Regions from separate parts of the Mus musculus genome. Here all the other regions are linked to region 3. Evidence: chromatin contacts called from public HiChIP or PLAC-seq and promoter capture Hi-C data. All regions are on one chromosome and are shown on one strand. The core of a region is the stretch at or near the end of the contact, and the rest is flanking DNA. Distances in the headings are between cores, read along the strand shown.

Evidence for each region. Promoter capture Hi-C pulls out the DNA fragments that hold promoters and counts their contacts. HiChIP or PLAC-seq counts read pairs in DNA pulled down with a chosen protein or histone mark.
Region 1: an H3K27ac HiChIP or PLAC-seq map of microglia shows a contact between it and region 3, with 4 times the contacts expected there. The contact joins the promoter of 1500002C15Rik here to the promoter of C1qtnf12 in region 3. A contact is called at or near these places in 1 of 39 promoter capture datasets (liver), 1 of 115 datasets of contacts at active chromatin or transcription factors (microglia) and 1 of 9 other capture datasets (pancreatic islet).
Region 2: a contact with region 3 is called in a promoter capture Hi-C map of pre-B cells, with 4 times the contacts expected there. The contact joins the promoter of Isg15 here to the promoter of C1qtnf12 in region 3. A contact is called at or near these places in 21 of 39 promoter capture datasets (the 3T3-L1 cell line, 3T3-L1-derived adipocytes, the HPC-7 cell line and 14 more), 8 of 484 Hi-C or Micro-C datasets (CD8 T cells, LSK cells, Th1 cells and 5 more), 15 of 115 datasets of contacts at active chromatin or transcription factors (T-cell acute lymphoblastic leukemia, craniofacial prominence, embryonic forebrain and 10 more) and 3 of 9 other capture datasets (embryonic stem cells, macrophages and pancreatic islet).

The regions. Positions count from the first base shown.
Region 1 is chr4:155,733,103-155,735,991 of GRCm38.p6, forward strand. 1500002C15Rik (a long non-coding RNA gene) reads right to left here and starts at 1,340. Exons shown (of 2, transcript XR_001784583.2): 1 at 1,283-1,340. Ssu72 (Ssu72 RNA polymerase II CTD phosphatase homolog (yeast)) reads left to right here. Exons shown (of 5, transcript NM_026899.3): 5 at 371-777. The coding sequence ends at 472. Tmem240 (transmembrane protein 240) reads left to right here and starts at 1,702. Exons shown (of 4, transcript NM_001101506.1): 1 at 1,702-2,044; 2 at 2,296-2,402. The coding sequence starts at 1,988.
Region 2 is chr4:156,199,179-156,202,162 of GRCm38.p6, forward strand. It overlaps Isg15 (ISG15 ubiquitin-like modifier), which reads right to left and starts at 1,640. Exons shown (of 2, transcript NM_015783.3): 1 at 1,528-1,640; 2 at 246-888. The coding sequence starts at 1,530. The coding sequence ends at 406. It overlaps Gm46878 (a long non-coding RNA gene), which reads left to right. Exons shown (of 4, transcript XR_003955191.1): 4 at 1-325.
Region 3 is chr4:155,960,698-155,963,894 of GRCm38.p6, forward strand. C1qtnf12 (C1q and tumor necrosis factor related 12) reads left to right here and starts at 1,615. Exons shown (of 8, transcript NM_026125.3): 1 at 1,615-2,040. The coding sequence starts at 1,882. Gm42365 (a long non-coding RNA gene) reads left to right here and starts at 2,047. Exons shown (of 2, transcript XR_881642.1): 1 at 2,047-2,289; 2 at 2,394-3,197.

The sequences.
Region 1 (2,889 bases), core at 90-2,589, 230 kb before region 3:
GCTGCAGTGCACAAAGCATAGTCAGCATTCACACTGGACGACTGTAGGAAAATGCATGCCGGTATCTGTGTGCCTCACTTCACTCATTGCAGATTTGGGATAGCACTGGTTGATGAGGCTTTCATGTACCTACGACGCCTGAGAACAGAACCTGAGTTCCAGCCTTGGGGTCCAGGCCTCCCTTTGAATCTAGCCGTCCCACTCCCAATATGGGGTACTCCTATGATATGTTGTATATGTCTGGTAGGAACAGGCTGTGAGGGAGCTATCCTGAAGCCTGGGTCCCTGCAGAAGTGAAGATCAGTGGAGGGCAGGGTCAGGGAAGGCGCGTCACAATGCCCGGGTTCACTCAAGGCCGTGCTTTTCCCAGATCCAGCACACTGAGGACATGGAGAATGAAATCGACGAGCTGCTGCAGGAGTTCGAGGAGAAGAGTGGCCGGGCCTTTCTGCATACTGTCTGCTTCTACTGAGCCTCCTGTGCTCGGTGCATGGCCTGCCCTGCACAGCCACCTTTGTTGAAGCCACTTTTTCAGTGTGTTTTCCTTTCAGATATTTGTTTTTACTGCTAGGTGTACATCATCAATGTACTGTACATATGGAATGAGACGTACGCAGAAATGCCAGATTCAAATCCATTGTTTTTAACCAAAAGAAATAAAGATGGTTTACTCTACAGCCTACAGCAAGTGTCTGTTGTTGGCCCTTTTCTCTCCACTGCTGAATTGTACAGAAACCTAAATAAAGCAACAGGCTGTCTTATTAAGGGGAAAAAAAACCTTGGAATTGCCACAAAATAGGTGCTGCTAGAAGTCTTTGGTTTGTCCTGAATTCCTGGCCTGACTCCCTGCTGAGGAAGAGACTACTCGGCCATTGAGTCCAACCCTGTGATAAACCTGAGAGCACCCTTCTGAGAAGTAGGGCCGGACCCTGGTGCCTTAACAGCTCAGGGCCTGTGTGAGCTGATATAACTGAACTCCTGTTGGAACCTTCAGATACAGTGGGGTCTGGACTTGGGGGGCTGGAGGTCAGCTGTCCTCTTCCTGCTTTCCAACACAGGGCAGGGTTGGTTCTTCTGTTGTCAGCTCTGTGGCCAGCACAGGGCTTGGGACTCAATCCCAGCATGACCGGCAGCCACAAGAGGATCATAGACGCTGGCAGCTGTTCCAGCACCCCTTCCTCCTCAGAAATCGCCTAGTCTTTCCCACAACTGCCACGATCTTTATGGCATACTTGGCCCATTCCGCATCGCATCCGTATCGCCTACCCTCCTGCCCTCCTACCTCTGCTCATGTAGTCATTAGTCCCTGGTTCCTCTGACTTTCCAGGCCCCTCCTCTGATGGCACTTTCTTGCTGGAGGAGGCGGGTGCTGACACTTCCTGTCCCTCTCTGGAACCCGGAGAACCAGAAGGAGGGGCCTTACTTGGGGAAGTAGAGCAGAAACGACCACCTGGTCCAGGCCAAGGCCCAGTCCAGCGCGGCACTGGGCAGGGAGACCGGAGCCAAGGCTGATGACATGGGGCACAATGTGGAGCCGAGGCCGGAGGGGAGGGGTCTCGGGCTGCGTCACAGGGACAGGAGTGGAGAACCTCGCCCCTGGATGCTGGCGCGGGGCGGCGAAGTCCCTCCCCGGAGGCGGAGGCAGGAGGAGGAGGGAGGAGATAGTGAAGAAGAAAAGGAGGGAGGGAGAAGCCTGGAGGAGGGAAGAGGGAGGAGGGAGGGGGCCGCCGCGCAGACCGCAGGGAGCCGGGCGCAGGGAGCACCGGAGGGCGGAGCGGAGGGCTGCCAGCAACGGGCGACAGGCGAGCGACCCCACGTCAGCCCCCACATCTCGGCTGCCTGTGCCCGCGCCTGCCCCCGGGGTCCGCGGCGGCCCGGCGCGCGAGCGCTGACCTCTGCGGAGGCGGCGCGGGCTAAGCATCGGGCCGGGGCCGGGAGGGGCACCGGGGCCGGGGGGCGGCGCTCCGGCCCGGCCCGGCCCCGCCCGATGTCCATGAGTGCGAACACCATGATCTTCATGATTCTGGGGGCGTCGATCGTGATGGTGAGCGGAGGGGCTTCCCGCGCGCGCCCCCTGCTTCTGCCGCCCGCCCGCGCGCGCGCCTACCCCACCTCGCTTCCTTGTTTACCGGCCCGTGCGGCCTGCGCTGCCCTCGCTGCGATCTTGCGCTGCCCTCGCCCTGGTTGCCCTGCGTTTCCCCACCCACCCACCCACCCCTGCAGTCTAGTACTCCCCCTTGGCACCCCTTTCGGCCCGGCCCACTCCTCGCCCTGACCGGTCATGGGCTCTTCCAGGCCATCGCGTGCTTGATGGACATGAACGCGCTGCTGGACCGATTCCATAACTACATCCTCCCGCACCTGCGGGGCGAGGACCGCGTCTGCCACTGCAACTGTGGCCGGTGAGTGCGCCCCGGCTCTAGGCACTACACGCGTGATCACACTTGTGCAGCGGGCCCCACTTGGCCGGTGAGCCCGGAGCAGGCTGGGCCGCAGAGCCTGGCTGGATGATGGGGGCCGCTTCTGCCCGCCAGGTGCTGGGGGAGGGGTGGCTAACGGGAACCCTAGGTCAGCCAGCCGCTCCCTGGGAAAGGAAGCATGACTGAGTCTGTTAGGAACTCCTTCCTCCAGTTCCTTTAGAGAAAAGGCTGCCTGGTGGTGGCATTATGGGCCAAGGAGCCTCCTGGTCCAGGGCCCGGAGGCCTGAGAGCAGCATCCTTGAGTAGTGTCCACAGTGGAAGCCAGGAAGCTGGTTAAGCCTGGGGCAGTAGTCTTGCCTCCGACCCAAGTCTTCCTCCTGGGCCTACTGTGGCCATGGCAGGCAAGAGCAGGAGGTCAAGATAGGAAGGGCCTACCTTGAGGAACACCTGCCACAACTGATGACTATTG
Region 2 (2,984 bases), core at 390-2,889, 240 kb after region 3:
TGGTAGAAACTGGCCTAACCTGTCCCTGAGCCATATGTAGACATGGGGACATTTTTAGGGCCTGGCTGAGACTAAGGACTGGGTCCCAGCAAAAGTGTCTTTCTCCAGAAGTGAATTAATTACTCAAAGGGTCTGGAAGGGGCATTTCCTCACTAGGCTCTCACTGTGAAATCCTTGTCTCTTAACTTGGCAACCCAGAGCCTTCTCACCATGGATAGAAGGGCATTTCTGGAGAGGGACAAGCAAACAAGAGGCAGAGCTTTTTATTGCATCATCTTTTTTTTTTTTTGATATTTTTTCTAATTAGGTATTTTCCTCGTTTACATTTCCAATGCTATCCCAAAAGTCCTCCATACCCCCCCCCCCATCATCTTTTATAACCAACACTGGCTCTGGATGGGGGCCTTAGGCACACTGGTCCCCTCCCCCACCCCTCAGGCGCAAATGCTTGATCACTGTGCACTGGGGCTTTAGGCCATACTCCCCCAGCAGCTCCTTGTCCTCCATGGGCCTTCCCTCGAAGCTCAGCCAGAACTGGTCTTCGTGGACTTGTTCCCGCTGGGACACCTTCTTCTTAAGCGTGTCTACAGTCTGCGTCAGAAAGACCTCATAGATGTTGCTGTGGCCCCTTTCGTTCCTCACCAGGATGCTCAGAGGCTCGCTGCAGTTCTGTACCACTAGCATCACTGTGCTGCTGGGACCCAGACCCAGACTGGAAAGGGTAAGACCGTCCTGGAGCACTGCAGTTTGGTGGGCCAGGCGCTGCTGGAAAGCCGGCACACCAATCTTCTGGGCAATCTGCTTCTTCAGTTCTGACACCGTCATGGAGTTAGTCACGGACACCAGGAAATCGTTACCCCCCAGCATCTTCACCTTTAGGTCCCAGGCCTGCAAGCATCACATGGATTTAGGAGTGGTTCTCAACCCTCCTAATGCTATGACTCTAATAAAATGTTTCCATTCTTTAATACAGCTCCTGGAGTTGTAGTGACCCCCAACCATAAAACTGCTTTCATCACTACTTCATAACTGGTTTTGCTATATGCAGGATATCTGATATGCGACTCCTGTCAGAAGGTCATTCAGGCCCCCAAAAGGTTCCTGAATCCTTTGGCTGAGAACCACCGGCTTAGCAACTTTGGCTGGGAGTTACTACATGCAAAGCACCAGTCACAGGGCCAGCCCCCACGTCCATCCATGTCCCCCCCCACCCCCACCCCATCCTCTCCTCTATTAGGGGAACCATCCAGGTATATGATACGGAGGCCTCGGTTCTAAAGGGTCCCACAACCATCACATTGTTTCAGTTCACCCATAAAGATAGCCTTCTGGGCCCAGCCTTAAGGGATCTAGAGCTGGTATCTGAGCAAAAGAACCTGCCCCCCCCCCGCCCCCCAGGAGTGAGCTTTAAACAATTATATTCTGTTCTCATACTGTGACTATTCTGTCTCTGGAAGACCCTATCAAGGAATGGAGTAAAGTCAACTAAAATGAAACCCATCTGCCTCTGTCCCAAATTGGACTCACCATTGCTGCAGGCTCTAGCTCTAGGTCCCCTGGAATTAAGGAGTCTGCTTCTGGCTGCTTGCTCTCACAGTCAGAGACTGGATCGACTCTCAGAGTCAGAGACTGGGTCGACTCTTTTAAGTATGAGCTGTGGGTGTGAAGAGGCGGAGTTTCCAGAAACCAGAGCTATTTTCTGTTTCGGTTTCCTTTTCCTACGGCATACCTTAAATGAGTGGGAAAACCAAAACTGAATGAAAAGAAACTGTAGTTGGGAAGGAAAGGGACTGGCTCTCAAGGGTCAAAGCTGTAACCAGGCCTGTGTGCTCTAAAACTCCCTAAACGCCCTTCAGGTCCTTCACAAGGCATGTAAAAGTCAGAATAGGAACGAATAATAGAAAATGTATTTGTCGTTTGTTAGCTTGGAAATTAGTTGTCTTGGAAAATGGCATAATAATTCAGAAACTGCATAACATAGTACCAATCAGAATTGCCCAAAGACAACTGCTATTGGTTATTAGTTTAGAACAATAGTTTTTTTTTGGGGGGGAGGGGCTTGTAGGAAGCATTTCTGTCCTAGAACAGTTTATTAAGACCCTATTGTAGCTGGGCCAGGGCGCACACCTTTGATCCCAGCACCGGGGAAGCAGAGGCAGGTGGATGTCTGAGTTCAGGGCTAGCCTGGTCTACAGAACAAGCACCAAGACTCTGTCTTGAAAAGCCAAGAGAACAAACAAAGTATTGCTCACATCAAGATACATTGAGTCAGATGAGTTTGTTTTTGAAGTAGTCTTTGCTATGTAGTCCATGCTGGCTTCAAACTCACTTTAAAATTGGCCTTAAACTGGTCCTTCTGTTTCTCCTGCTCATGTTCTGAGATTTTAGTGATTCATCTTCTGTGCCATTTTCTGCAGTTCTGGGAACAGAACCCAGAGCTTCATGCATGCTAAGTAAGTACTCTAACAATTGAGTTATATACTTAGTACTCAGTTTTGGTTTTTTTTTTGTTTGTTTGTTTTTGTTTTTTTGGTTTGTTTTTGTTTTTGTTTTTTTTTTTTTGTTTTTTTTTTGTTTGTTTGTTTTTTGTTTTTTGAGACAGGGTTTCTCTGTATAGCCCTGGTTGTCCTTCTGGCTGTAACTCACACTGTAGACCAGGCTGGCCTCAAACTCAGAAATCTGCCTGCCTCTGCCTCCCAAGAGCTGGAATTAAAGGTATGTGCCACCACTGCCTGGCTTAGATTTTTTTTTTTAAGGTTTAGTTTTAATTATGTGGATACAGTGTATTTGGGGGGGGGGGATTGTGTATATGTGAGTGCAGGAAATTAGAAATTTAGAAGAAGGAACTGAATATATAAATTTTCTTTCTTTCTTTATTTTGCTTATATGCATGCATATGTGTGCTTATACATGTCAGAGATTAATGTTGAATGTTTTCTTCAATCACTTTCCACATAGCCATCTTTCCAGCCCAATATTTAAAG
Region 3 (3,197 bases), core at 365-2,864:
CAGGCTGGACTTTAATTCTCTGTCTGCCTCCTAGGTGCTATTATTTTAGGCCGGAGTAGCCTTTGCATCTATAGTGAGCCACCGGTTCCTGTTTTCTCCAGGGCTTGGATGAGAGCCAATAGCAGATGCTCCTAGGGGCCACTTTGGTCAGGGTATTTGTGATCCAGTGTAGGATCCTCTTGGTTATTTTCCAAGTTGTTTGTGGCAGGGAGATATTGAAGCTGGAAAACTGGAAACTTGAGTCCATCCCTAGCCACAACATGAGGTCCCTGCCTACTGTGGTATTTCTGTGACAGGGTAAGTCTAGCCTACCTGCTTATAAACTGCCTGAAAGACAGCTGCGGAATCCCACTTCCAGATAGGCCACCGAGGTATAAGTGGACCAAAGGAACAGGGTGCTGCATCTTTGAAGAGGTCTCTGGGCTGAGGCACTTGCCCTCCCCGAACCTGAGACTTGAACTTGGGGCATAGAGGCTGTCTTTCTTGGCATATATAACACATGGATACACACACGCACGCACGCACGGTACTTCCCTTTACGTTCTGCTCTATCCCTGCTTGATTTGTTAGGCTTCTCTGACTGGGTGTGGCCTGGAGCTGGGACGGCTTGCTTGGTCACCTTTCACTCTTTTTTGGAGTGAGAATTGAGGGCCACTATTGTAGAACATTGCGTTCTGTTTACCAGGACCCATACCTACTGGGACCAACCAGCGTGTGTTAGGGATGCAGCTCCAGTCCCTTCATAGAGCAGTTGGAACCACACCTGGCTGTTTGTAGCCACGGCTTTTACCAGTTGGAGGCTATCTGGCTACTGGGAATCCTGGACCAGTCTCAAGGGCCACTACCTCGTAATCACTGAGCTCAAGGTACTCATTGGCTTGGCTTGTCCTTAGCTAGCCCAACTTTGATCTTGAAGGGCCTTTCTCTGGGGACCTGACACTGTCACTCACGAGGACTGGGGGGGTGTGGGGGGGGAATTGTATTGGTCAGAGATGTACAGGGACCAGTTCCCCCTTGAAGTGTAGCCTGGGCCTGTGCTAACCTCTTAGAAGACAGGCCTAGGGGGCTGACAGTGGAGTTACAGACTATAGAAGTTGGCCCTATGTCTGTTGAAGAGTCAAGATAGGATCACCAGCCTCTTCATGTTGTGCCTTTTCGCAGAGGTGAGCCTGGTAGGTCTCTTGTAAGTACAGGAGGATCCCTAGCTGGGAGGGCTAAGCAACCAGCTAATAAAGATGCCCTACTTTTCCCAGGGCCCTTTTTTGTGTTTTAGGGTGGGGTCTGAAGGAGGTATGTGGGGGAAAGTCTGGGAGATTTGCACACAACTTCCTAAAGGAAAGGAATCACGTGGATTCGCTTCCCTGGAGGTGTGGGTATGAAAGATGCCACAGAAAGTTGACAGTTCCCACCCCCCACTGCCAGCTTAACTAAATAGAAACCTGCAGAGAGGAGACCAGAGACTGGGCTGGGGAGACGCAGCCCAGCTCCTCCCAACTCCTTAGGGGTGAAAGAATCACTGGTCATAGGGGTCCCGCCCCGCCCTGCCCCGCCCCGCCCTGCTCCGCCCCGCCCCGCCCCGCCCTGCTCCGCCCCGCCTTCCAAGTGGTGGAAGTGCCCAATGAGTCCTCCCCTTGGAGCCTGGGAGGCCTAGGGAGAAAGTAGTTCTCTTTCGGTGGCAGGGTTGCTGTCGAGGGCACCGAGCAGGAGGATAGGTCGACAGAGACGAGGAGTTCTGGCTCCTCCTGCAGACATGCACCAGCGGCTGCTGGGCTCGTCCCTGGGCCTCGCCCCCGCGCGGGGGCTCTGAATGCCTGCCGCCGCCCCCATGAGAGCACCGGCCTGGGCTCCCGCCCCTAAGCCTCTGCTCGCGGAGACTGAGCCATGTGGGCCTGGGGCTGGGCCGCTGCAGCGCTCCTCTGGCTACAGACTGCAGGAGCCGGGGCCCGGCAGGAGCTCAAGAAGTCTCGGCAGCTGTTTGCGCGTGTGGATTCCCCCAATATTACCACGTCCAACCGTGAGGGATTCCCAGGCTCCGTCAAGGTAGGCAGAGGCTGGGGAGTATGTAGGTGTGCAGTTCTAGGCTCAGACTGGCCCCCACCTCGACAGCTCTGCTCTCCCATTTCCAGGTTGCACTGCCTGTGGCTTTGATCCCTAATCCTGGCTTAGCGCTTGCTGCAGCCAGAGCAGGGACTGGCCTGTGGGGGAGCCTCCCTCTGCCAGGCCTGGTGGCTCTGAAACGGTTAACCCTTTGAAGCCTCCGTGTGTTTTTCAACAGTCTGATGCCATTAGGTATAATTGCTGTCTCGGATGAGAGGGCATCCCGGCAAATGAATGGGTCACCTTATGTATCGGAACTCCTAAATAGGCAGTAGCCTGTCCCCTGTGCTTTCTAGGGGTCCTGTGGTCGTCTCATTTGCTGTGGCATCTTGCGTTCAAAGTACCCTGTTCTTAAGAGTCCTCTAGAGACAGGAATCTCCTGAGCGCCAGTCTCAGAGCTCCTACTGCTGCCATCCTCTGGGCCTCCAGGACAGGAAGGGAAACAGCTCTTACCCAGACAAGATCCTCCTGGCTCTGGATCTTTGACCCTTGCTCTGTATCCTTCCTAGGGTGTCTCTGTGTTGGCCTGCTTGGCTGCCTCTCAGCTCACGTCAAACCACCTCAAGGCCCATTTTCCTGATAGGCAGAGTGAGCAGAGCTGAGGGAGTGTAAGCCATGGGCTAGTTCCCGGGCGGGCGGAAGGGAGATTATGACCACTCAGAGTGGGAGCTCCTGCGGGTGTAGGGTCCTGAGTAACCCTCCCTAAAGATACTAGGAAAGGGAGGTTGTGTCCACCCAGTGGAGTGGAGGCAGTTTTATCAACCCTGCCCTGGGTTGTCTTTCCAAAGATAGGACAGGAGACAGTTTGAGAAGATGTTGGCAGGGCTAGAGCCTCTGTGGACTCACTTTCCAGGTGTCTCTGCTCTTTGTGCTGGGGTGGGGTTTGTTCTACATCTCCTTGCAGCCTTTACCCTTGGCTTAGCAATGTCTGATGTTCTCAGTGTCAAGGGGTCAAACAGATACCTGATAGAGAATTGGGGTGCATGCATCTGTCCTTGCATCTGTCCCTGGGTGGGACCTAAGGGGAAGCAGTGTTTGCAAGTCCTTTCTAGCCTATAACCTGTCTGGAAGAGAACATCTTAATTTCTGATGAGTAAATA